Linked DNA regions of Sus scrofa: region 2 is linked to region 1. Evidence: chromatin contacts called from public Hi-C data. All regions are on one chromosome and are shown on one strand. The core of a region is the stretch at or near the end of the contact, and the rest is flanking DNA. Distances in the headings are between cores, read along the strand shown. Region 1 overlaps RBL1 (retinoblastoma-like protein 1). Region 2 holds the start of RPN2 (ribophorin II).

Region 1 (5,914 bases), core at 1,610-4,109:
ACTACCTTAAACATTTTTTTGGAAAAGGTGTTATGTGCTATTATATACTATCAAGTATGTGAAGTGAGAACACTAAAATTAAAATGCAGGATTTACTAGCATCATTACCATTATGAATACACAATTTTTCAAATGCTTATAAGTCTCTCTTTTTGGTTTAGGTAAAATAGCTAGAAAGCCTAAGATGTCACATAATGCTCTAAAATGGCTCCAAAAATGAATCAGCAAACAAAACCATTTTAAAAATGTCCCCTATATTCTACATTGTTTTTATGAGCACACAAGAGGAATGGTAAGTAAATGAGAAGCCAGGTTTTGTTGCTGTTGCTATTTATTGAGGTATGACTGATATACAACATTATATTAGTTTCTCGTGTACAATCTGACGTAACATTTATATATGCTGTGAAAAGATCACAATAAGTCTAGTTAATGCCCATCATCACACACAGTTGCAAAAATTTTTTTCTTGAGAACTCTCAGATCTACTCTTTTAGAACTTCCAAATACACAATATAGTATTACTAACTATAGTCATCATGCTATACATTATACCCAACGATTTACTTGTTTTTCACCTATTCTGCCCACTCCCCGCCCCTGGCAACCAATATCCTGTTCTTTGTATCTATGAACTTGTTTTTGTTTTTCAGATTCTACATATAAAAGAGATCATATAGTATTTGTCTTTCTCTGTCAAGTTATTGTTTTTAAGTATGTCAAAGTAAATTCAGTTCAATGCCTTGAACCTTTCATATAGAGTCTTTATATGAACTGATGTTAATGCAAATAAAGGTCCTGAAAGATTCTAAAATGATTTCTGATCATCCAAAAAGCATTATGCTTCATTATTTCAAGAACTGGTAATGCTACTGTGGTATTTCTAAACCAGACTATACTATTTGAACTAAGTCTTCAAATGTAAATGGTCAGGGCAAAAAAAATGAAAAAGAGTAAGGCATTCTTCACAGCCACATATCTTTTGACAGGGAAAAAAATTTCACAAATTAAAGCTTAAAAATGAATTTTAGCTATTCAATACACTAATCTGATAGAGAGATAAGGGTTGACTCTAAAGCTGCCAGTGATTCATTCTATAACAAACTCACTTTCTTCATCCCATCCCTTTGTTTCTGGTCTAGCTGGCTAAGAGATAAACAGGAACCCTTGGAGTCAGGGAAATAGGAAACATGACGGAACTTTATATTCATGACAGTAGAAGATAACAGATTCAGTGAGTCCTAACTAGAAAGATTAAAAGTAATATGTAATTGAGTAATATTTCTTAAGTATCTTATAAAGTAATCCAAAGTTAAGGCCTTAAAGAGACATATTCTGGAAGACTTCTGATTCTAGCAAAATCACAGTAAATTCTATTCAGGCATTGGACACCAGCATCACACTGAGTTCAGCATGGATAACAGCTGCAATTTACTTAAGAAATGGTTATTTTGAATTCATTATATATATGGACATTTAAATTCCCTTTTAGGATAAAATTTTTCTAGCTTTTAATCTATATCAAGTAGGCTATAATTAAATGGAAGGTAAAGGACAAGCTAGATTCTGAAATTTAAAATTCAGAATTTAAAAATTCATAAATGCCTTATTTTTGTCAGTCTTAGATTCATTACCAAAGGCAGCAATTTGTCATTTTGAAAATTAAAAATAAGGAATGAGTGGGGAAAATACCACCTTTGGGACTCTGTTTTTGAAACAGGCCTTAGGCATAAAAGGTGGGTAAGAATCGGAATGGTGGGACATAGTAGAGAAGGCAGTGGGAGGGAGAAAAAAGAGTAAGTGTCTCAAGAATTATTATAAGAAAGACTAGCAGAGATACACTTAAATTTGCATCGAGATAATTTGAAAAAAAAAACAAAAAAATAAATTTCTTTAAAATTTTAAATCTTAAACCTTAATCACAATACTAGAAAAAAAAATACCTCCTTTTTCATTTACAATTTTCAAGTATAGGTTAGATAGCCACTAGTTATGGGATAGACTGGAGAGGGGTCTTCCAATTCTGGATTTATTTTATTTTATTTATTTATTTTTTTTTGTCTTTTTGCTATTTCTTGGGCCGCTCCCGCGGCATATGGAGGTTCCCAGGCTAGGGGTTGAATCGGAGCTGTAGCCACCGGCCTACGCCAGAGCCACAGCAACGCGGGATCCGAGCCGCGTCTGCAACCTACACCACAGCTCACGGCAACGCCGGATCATTAACCCACTGAGCAAGGGCAGGGACCAAACCCGCAACCTCATGGTTCCTAGTCGGATTCGTTAACCACTGCGCCACGACGGAAACTCCCTGGATTTATTTTAGAGAAGTATCATGTTTGGTTACAAATATCTGAATAACACTTGTCTTATCAGAAAGTTTATAGTACTTGTAAAAGATAAGGAGGATAAGTTGAAACCATTCCTTTTAGATCGTTGCATTAATACTAAAATAATCTAGTAGCTCCCTGGTAGCCTAACAGTTAAGGGTTTGGCATTATCACTGCTGTGGCTTGGGTTTGATCCATGGTCTGTGAATTTCTGCATGTCATAGGCACAGCCAAAAAAACCCCAAACAACCAACAAAACAAAACAAAACAAAAACAAAAACCTAAAATAATTTAGGGATTATCATGAGAACTGGTCAAATCTTAAAAAGATACTGGATTTATGATAAAAATTATGTAGACTCCCCACAATATCCCCACCAATCTTAATGAATCTTCAGTAATTTAAACTTGTCTATAAGGTCTAGGATGTACCAGTCCCACAAAAACTCCAATCCAAAGCAATATAACACAAAGGAGTTCCTGTAAATTCCAGCAGATGGCCAACTGCTTACTTGAAGTTATGTGAAACAAGCTGGCAGGAAACATAAGTTACATCAGGACATGGAATCAAGCCCTATGAGTCAGTCCAAACACAGCTCATCAAGATCATAATGTTCTTTTAAGAAGAGGTCAAACATGTTTTTTAAAAAAGGCTAAAGGTATACTACCTGATACCAAAGCTAGATAAAGACACTATAACTACAGACCAATATCTGTTATGAATATTGATGATATTCCTCCACAAAATATTAAAAAAACCTAGCAACCGAGTATAACAGTATACGTTAAAAAGATCATACATCATGACCAAGTAAGATTTATTCCTGGAATGAAAGGATAGTTTAACATATGAAAATCAACCAGTGTAACTAAATTAACAGAATAAAGAAAAAAATATAGTCATCTCAGAACTGATGCAGAAAAAAAAAAAGCATTTGACAAAGTTCAATATCCTTTTATTATAAAAACAAACCAGGAATAGAAACTAGTTCAACATAATAAATATCATATGTGAAAAATCCATAGCTAACATCATACTCAATGTGAAACAATTTAAGCTTTTCCTCTTAAATCAGGAGTAAGACAAGCAAGCTCAATTTTAGCATTGCTATTCAACATACTACTGGAAGTTCTAGTCAGAGCAATTAGGCAAGAAAAAGAAATAAAAGGCATTCACATTAGAAAAGTAGTAAAATTATCTCTGTGTGGAAAACCAAAAAACCCTGGAGTCCATAAAAAATGGCAGAAATACCAAATGAATCAAGCAAAGTTGTGGGATATAAAATCAACACACACAAAATTGCTTTTATTCCTATACCATTAACAATGGATAATCTAGGTGTTCCTGCTGTAGTGCAGGAACTGAATCTGACTGCAGCAGCTCGGGTTACTCCAGAAGCTCAGGTTTAATCCCCAGCCCAACTGAGTGGGTTAAAGGATCTGGTATTGCCACAGCTGTGGCATACATCACAGCTGTGGCTTAGACTCAGTCCCTGGCCTGAAAACTTCCATATGCCATGGGTTCGGCCATAAAACAAAATGAAACAAACAAGAACAATAGACAATCCAAAAATGAAATTAAGAAAATGACTCCATTGACAATATCATGAAAAATAAAATACTTGGGAATAAATTTAACTAAGAAGGCAAAAATTTGTACACTGAAAACTGAAACGCTGAAAGAAATGAAAGAAAACACAAATAAATGGAAAGACAGTCCACATTTTAGACTGAAAGACTTAATATTGTTAACATATCAACACTATTCAGAGGAATTATAGATTTGATATATTTCCTATCAAAATCCCAATGATTTTTTCTGCAGAAATAGAAAAAAAAAATCCATCCTAAAACTCCTATGGAATGTCAAGGGACTCTGAATAGCCAAAACAATCTTGAAAAAGAACAAAATTGGAGGCCTCACATTTTCTGATTTCAAAACTTACTATAAAGTCACAGTAATCAAAACTGTACAGTACTGGCATGAAGAAACCAATGAATAGAATAGAGAGCCTAGAAATAAACCTTCCCATATATGGTGATGAATGACTTTTGTCAAGGGTGCCAAGACCATTCAAGGAGGAAAAGCAGTCTTGTCAACAAAGTGGTGTTGAGAAAACTGGATATCCACATGTAAAGGACAAAATTGGGTCCTTACATTATACCATATATAAAAATTAACTCAAAATGGATTAAAGTCCTAAATGTAGATTGCTAAAACTAAAAAATCCTACAAGAAACAGAGGAGAAAAGCTTCATGACATTGGAATGTGCAATGATTTCTTGGACATGACGCTAAAACAACAAGACAACAAAATGAAACAGATAAATTAAACTTCAAAATTAAAAATTTCTGCACATCAAAGGATGCTATGTACAACATGGTAAAAAAGAAAACCAAGGAATGGGAGAAAATACTTGCAAATCATATATCTGATAAGAGATGAATATCCAGAACATATACAGGACTATAACTCAACAATGAAAAACTCAAAAAACAGGCTAAGGACTTGACATTTCTCTGGGGGAGATATACTGATGGCCAATAAGCACATGAAAAATGTTCAACATCGCTAATCATCCAGGAAATGCAAATCAAAAATATAGTGAGATATACCACTTAACACTCATTAGGATGATTATTATCAAAAAACAAACAAACAAAAAGTGTTGCCAAGTATGCAAGGAACTTACAACCCTTGGACATTGCTGGCAAGAATATAAATGGTGCAGCAAATGGTATGGTAGTTTCTTAAAACTTAAATTTAAAATTACTGTTCCATGGAGTTCCTGTCATGGCTCAGTGGTTAAAGAACCCGACTAGTAACCATGAGGTTGTGGGTTCGGTCTCTGGCCTCACTCAGTGGGTTAGGGATCCGGTGGTGCCATGAGTTGAAGACAAGGCTCGGATCTGGCGTTGCTGTGGCTGGGGCATAAGCTGGCAGCTATAACTCCAATTGGACCCCTAGCCTGGGAACCTCCATATTCTGTGTGTGCAGGCCTACAAAGACAAAAGAAAAAAAAAAAATTAGTATTCCATTTCTGTATGTACACAGAAGAATTCAGAGACTTGAATAGATATCCGTACACCAATGTTCATAGTAACATCATGCAATCACAACAACCAAAAGGTAGAAACAGCCCAAATGTCAATCTACAGATGAATGGATAAACAAAACACATTATATACATATAATGAAACATTATTCAACCTTAAAAGAAGGAAATTCAGACACACACTACAGCATAGATGAATCTTGAAGACATATGTTTAAGAGAAATAAGCCTGTCATAAAAGGACAAATACTTTATGATTCCATTTATATGTGGCACCAAGAGTAGCCAAATTCATAGAGACAGAAAGTACAATGATAGCTACTGGGGGGTGAAGGGAAGAAATGAGGAGTTATTGTTTAATGGTGCAGAGTTTCAGGTTAAGAAGATGAAAAAGTTCTGGCTATGGATGGTGGTGAAAGCTGCCCAACAATACGAATGTACTAATGACACTTATATTAAATGGTTAATGTAATATATTTTATTTTGTGTACTTTACCACACACACAAAAAGGCCAAAACCACCCTCCGTT
Region 2 (5,914 bases), core at 1,101-3,600, 100 kb after region 1:
AGGAAGGAAGAGGGGATTAAAAAACTTAGTTTTTTCAGGACTGCTTCTGCCTCATCACTCAAGTGAAAACTTAAATGTCATCTTCTCAGAGAGGCATTTATAGATCACCAGTCTGGATTAAGTACCTTCTCCCTTCACAATTCCACATTTATTTGTTTTTTTTTTTCATTGTATTGAACGATTATTTACAATTATCAAGTTCATTTGTGTTTATTTACTGTCTCCCATCAGACTACAAGCTTCATGAGAGAAGAAACTTGTCTACATGGTCACAGTTGTATCCCTAATACCTAGCATGCTGTCAGCCTCATGGGGAATGAATAGATAGGTAAGAGATGCTATGACACTGTTAAAAAGAGACCGAGGTAGAATACCACCCCACCTCTCTCAAACCCTGTTAGCTTTTCCTTCTTCTTGTCTTTGTAATAGCACACAACAATTTCTAATAAATCATTCACTTATTTATGGATATTGTTTATCATTTATTTCCTTCTACTAAAATGTAAGCTCTATGAGGGCAAGGATCTTTGGCTGTTTTTTTAATTCTTTGTTTTAGCTTTTTAGAAATATTTTTTTCTTTTTTTTTAGGGCCACACCTGTGGTATATGGAGGTTCCCAGGCTAGGGGTCCAATTGGAGCTGCAGTCACTGGCCTACACCAGAGCCACAGAAACTTGGGATCCTAGCCGCTTCTGCAACCTGCACCACAGCTCATGGCAACTCCAGATCCTTAACCCACTGAACGAGGCCAGGGATTGGACCAGAGTCCTCATGGATGCTAGTCGGGTTCATTGACCACTGAGCCCTGATGGGAACTCCTTAAAAATATCTTCCTTATTTTTAAACTTTATTTGTACGTATGAATGTATGTATTTTGCCTTTTAGGGCCGCACCCTTGGCATATGGAGGTTCCTAGGCTAGGGATCGAGTCGGAGCTGCAGCTGCTGGCCTGCACCACAGTCACAGCAATGCCAGATCCGATCCACGTCTGCGACCTACACCACAGCTCATGGCAACACCAGAACCTTAACCCACTGATCAAAGCCAGGGATCAAACCCGCATCCTCATGGATACTAGTTGGGGTCATTTCCCCTGAGCCACGAAGGGAACTCCTCCTCAACTTTTCTAAATAGCTGTATTTAACAACCAATTTGCAAAATTTCTGATAAATTTAACAACTGACTCTCAAGCCAATATGAGACTTTCGCGCATACTGAGTTGGAAGAGTACTTTATGTATTCTAGATCAGAACTGCCCAAGGGAACTTTCTGTGACGGTGGAAATGTTCTATAATTCTGTGCTGTCCAATATGATCTCCACCAGCCCCATGTGGCTACTGCGTGCTTGAAATGTGGTTAGTATAACTGAGGAACAGAATTTTAAATTTTAATTAACTTAAATTCAAATTTAAATATCAACATATAGCTAGTATACCATATTCAACAGCACAGTACCAGACATAGAAATAACTGACTCACCCCTGTTTGGGATAATAATATCTGGGACACTAATGTTAATAATAGTTACTGCATTGTGAATAAATGTTCGTAATAGTTAAAAGCACAGATTATGGAGTCAGACTGCATAGGTTCAAATCTTTGTTTCCTTCGCTGCAAAATGGGAATACTAATTGTACATACCTCACAGAATGGTGATGAAATAGTACATGGAGTGCTTAGTACACTGCGGGCTATGCCCCAAACGATCAAAAACTGGAGTTAGTACAGAGTTCTTGGATGAGTCATTTCCATTTTTGAGTCTCTTAATTCATCTGCAAAATTTGGGCTAGTATGCTCCTCACCCAAATGCTTTGCAAATCAATTAAAACGTCATTCATAGGTCAGTTATTAAAAACCAAAACAACCTTTGGAGAAAATCGCCATAATTTTCTAATTAAAAGCAAACGAACAAACAAACTACCAGCAAAAGCCTCGAATACTACTCTTCCTACTCCACCGAACCCTTCCCATTCCTTTAAAATCCGCCGGGCTGCAGACAGACGCCTGAGTGACAGTGTAATCGGCCAATCACAGCAGGCCCCGTCTCGGGCCCACCCCAGACGCCGCGTCCAACCGCGTGCCAGTGGTGCCCAGAATCGGGCGTTGAGAAGCGGACGGTTCCAAGTGGGCCACAGCGAGGGGGGAAGCGGGCCTGTACGCGAAGACCGCGGTGCCCTGTGCGCCGAAGGACTGGCATTCTGGCCGCGGCTCCTAGGAGAGGCCCGGTTCCGCGGGACAGCGTGGACTGACCTGTGCTTAGAGCCCATCCCAGCACGCGGAGTCTGTTGCGAGTCCCGGGCGTCCCCTCCGGCGCGCTCTTGGAGCCACTTTCCCGAGCGGAAGTCCGCCTGCGGCTCGGGCCCTAGTGGGACCTGCTCGGAGGAATGGCGCCGCCGGGTGAGGCGTTGCGCATGGTTCGATAACGGGGTCCCGGGGACCGCACGCCTCGGCGAGTGGGCCGTCGCCCGCGGCAGGCTAGTGCTTGCCACTCGGGAGCCGGCCGGGCGGGTCCCCCTTCCCCTGTGGGACAGGGGCATGGGCTTGGGGTCTCTTGGGGTCGGGGGTCTGACGGAGGGCTGTCCAGCGGGTGGAACTGCCAGCGAGCGGAGGAGACGGTGGGGGTGGGTGCGGCGCGGGTCTACGGGTCCCCCAGAGGCCCAGCCGGATACCACAGCCGCGGATAACCCTGGGTCTGGCTTTGCTCATTCATTTGACTCGCGCGGGCATCCGGGCCAGGCGGCCTAAGAGTGAGATTTTGGCTAATTCTTCTTTCTTTGGACAGTAGTTTTTTTAAAGATAGGGGCAAGACAATCACTCACCTCTTTTTAGGAGCTTAGAGCATGAGTTCTGAAGTTGGAGTATCCAGTTGCAAACTTAGTCTGCCACGTATTCCCCTGCTGCGCTGTTTGCTTAACTCCTCTGCATCTCAGTTTCTCATTTGTAAAATAGATTGGCCACATTATCTGCCTCATGCATTCCTGTGTGTAATGAATGAGATAGTCTTTCTACATAGCGTAGAACAGTGCGTGGCACTAAGTAAGCAGCCAGGAAACCTAACTATATTGCTAGCTAATGCGTGGGCACTGTGCGGGATGGAATCTCAGGTAGTCCAGCCACACAACTTGGGAAATGTGTACTATTGACAAGTGGAAAAGATGGAATTCCACACAGGGGAAGTAACTTCTCCAAAATTGAGAAGTTGAGGATAATAGAGTTTCTGCAGTTTGTTTCTCAGCTAGTTACAAGTCTTAGGGCAGATAACTGTTTTTGAGACCCTTTCTTGGTCTGTAAATCGCACTCACTTAGATAGTGTGAGGATTTAATGACTAAATCCGTGCAAAATACTCAGCACAGTATGGGCATACGGGACACATGTTAAGTGCTCAAATTTTAGCCCCCACAGTTGTTAGGATTAACACGGGGTGGGAAGAAAAGGATTCTGGCGCAAATACTGTGTTATAGTAATTTACAGCCTAGCTGGGAAAATGTTACTCATAGTCACTCACTAGGTCTTAATAGATGAAGTACATGCATGTATTCAAGGCACTGGGGAGTCAGCATTGGTGTCATAGATTCCTCTTCTACATCTTTCTACCCACTAGCAATTCCGGCTTTAACTTTGAATTCCAACCAGACTCCGGCCACTAATTACCATCTCTACTGCTGCCATCCTGGCTTAGACCACCACTCTTTTTCTTAGATTATAGCCGTAGTCTCCCAACTGGTATCCCTTTTTCTGTCCTTGCTCTGCTGTAGTCGCAGCACAGTGTTTTCTACTCTCAACACAAAGTTCCTGTTAAAATGCAAGCCAAATCACTTCTCTGATCAAGATTTTCCAGTGGCTTCCATCTTTATAAAAGCCAAAGACCCTATAAGGCCCTCCAGATTTGGCCTCTGCTATGTCTGTCACCATGTCCCTACTTCCCACCCCTTGCTTCTCCTCTCCAGTTGTATTATCCTCCTTGCTAATGCAAAAAAGCACCATCCATGTTCCTGATTCAGGGTCTTTGCGCTTGGTTTTTTTCTCTTGGCGACATCTGTGGCATGCAGAAGTTCCTGGCCCAGGGATCAAACCCCCATGAGAGCAGCGACCCAAGCCATAGAAGTGACAATGCTGCATCCTTAACTTGCTGAGCCACCAGGGAACTCTTGCCTTTGCTTTTCATCTTGGGATAGTTTCCCTTCAAATATCTTCATAACTTGGGTCCTTTTGCTTCAGGTCTATACACAGTATCTTTATTTCTTGGTTAGGGCTTCATAGGTTACCATATTTAGAGTTGCAGCTCTTCCCAGATATATCCCTTCTGTACTTTATTTTTCTTCATAGCACTTTTCACCTTCTAACATAATGTTTCTTAATTATTTCATGTAATGTCTTTCTTTTTCCACTAGAATGCAAGCTCCGTGAGGTTAGCCGGTTTTGTTCTGTTTCCTCTTGTATTTTTAACACCAAAAATAGTGCTTGGTACATAGCAGGCATTCAATAAATGTTTGATGAATGATGATCCCCATAATAGATCTCTTTCTAGTTTTTTAAAAGATCTTTCTCATTCTTTAGGTCGTTTAACCCACATGAGGACTTAGATAGCACTGACATTCATGCCCCTTCTACAACATTCTCCAAAAAGTAATGGAGCATGATTGAACTCTGAATCTTGGTTTGAGTCCAAGATTGGCTTTATCCAAGGTGTTCTGGTCCTCAGTTTTATTTGTAAAATGCCTTTCTTAAGGGGTTCTAGTTAAAACTAACTTTGACACTATAAGCAAAGGACCATTAATCATTAATGTTCTCCTGGTGATTATTGTTACTTAAAAGGCAAATAGTTCATGAAGCTGCCCATTTGAAAGTGTTCCCCCCCAAAATGAAAAGTAGAAATGTACCAGTCTTATAGTTTTTTTCTGTCCCCTGGGATATAATAAATGAGGATTAATTTTTCTTTCCATTTATTCAGCAGATACGAATTCAGTACTACTGTGTGCCAGGCAATGTGCAAGACTTGGAAATACTGGGGTGATTAAAAGCAACAGTCTCCATCTTCATGGAATTTACAGTTTAGCAGAGGAATCAGACATTACACTATTAATTATAGTTGTGAAAAATACTGCATAGAAGCATAGGTCGCTGTGAGCAGATATAGGAACAACAATAACAATAAGAGAAGGAGTAGCTAACATTTATATAGCACTTGTTATGCGCCATTCAGATTTTTCATATTAATCCATGTAATCCTAATGAGCCTGAGGTAGATACTCTTATTATCCCACTTTACTCTTGAGGAAACTGAGGCACAGGCTGGTCACATTGTAACTGCCACAGCCACCTTGCTAATGAGTGACAGGGCTAGGATTTAAACCTGACCCCATGAGGCCTCATTCTTCACTACTCATAGTACTGGGAGCTTATGCAAGGGAGGGCTGTTGACGGGAGAGGGGCCTTTTAAGGAAGAGATACTCGAACTGAAATCTGAAAGTAAAAATTAAGCAGGGGGAGGCATGCAAAAGAGCTGGATAGCAGAGAACATGACCCCTTAGAGGAACAGAGAGGAGGCCAGAGAGCCACAGATGGAAGAGATATGGTTGTGAGATGGGCAAGGCCACGGTGAAGATTCATGATTGGATTTGTCCTTCGTGGCCTAGGAGTTACAAACATAATTGAAATGGGAATGGCACGATGAGTCCTGAGCTTCAGGTGCACGGAGGCTGCTGGGAGGACTGCCATTTAGATGGCTGAGCCCATACCCACCACTTCCCTCAGGCAGCTCTCCAGGCTGAACCTCCCAGTTCCCTCACCCTTCCACACGTGATTTGGTTCCCAGACCTTGGTGTACCTCGTCACTGGAACTTTGTATAGAACTCTGGAATAGTGTGGAGTGTATTTATTTAATAGTCATTTCCCCCCAAGGTTCAAGCACTGT

Evidence for each region. Hi-C and Micro-C count contacts between places; a contact is called where the count stands out from the background.
Region 2: a contact with region 1 is called in a Hi-C map of embryonic fibroblasts, with 2.6 times the contacts expected there. The contact joins the promoter of RPN2 here to the enhancer-like site in region 1. A contact is called at or near these places in 3 of 47 Hi-C or Micro-C datasets (embryonic fibroblasts, epiblast stem cells and skeletal muscle) and 1 of 2 datasets of contacts at active chromatin or transcription factors (alveolar macrophages).

The regions. Positions count from the first base shown.
Region 1 is chr17:40,217,707-40,223,620 of Sscrofa11.1, forward strand. All of the region lies in intron 16 of RBL1 (retinoblastoma-like protein 1), which reads right to left. Among named protein-coding and RNA genes, the nearest start is that of SAMHD1, 49 kb to the left of the region's middle. Within about 2 kb of position 2,860, at least 4 of the 83 cell types and tissues checked have an H3K27ac peak or open chromatin away from gene starts, as enhancers often do. A contact at or near this core is called in embryonic fibroblasts and skeletal muscle, where this site is marked.
Region 2 is chr17:40,320,307-40,326,220 of Sscrofa11.1, forward strand. It overlaps RPN2 (ribophorin II), which reads left to right and starts at 2,351. Exons shown (of 17, transcript NM_213941.1): 1 at 2,351-2,396; 2 at 5,902-5,914. The coding sequence starts at 2,384.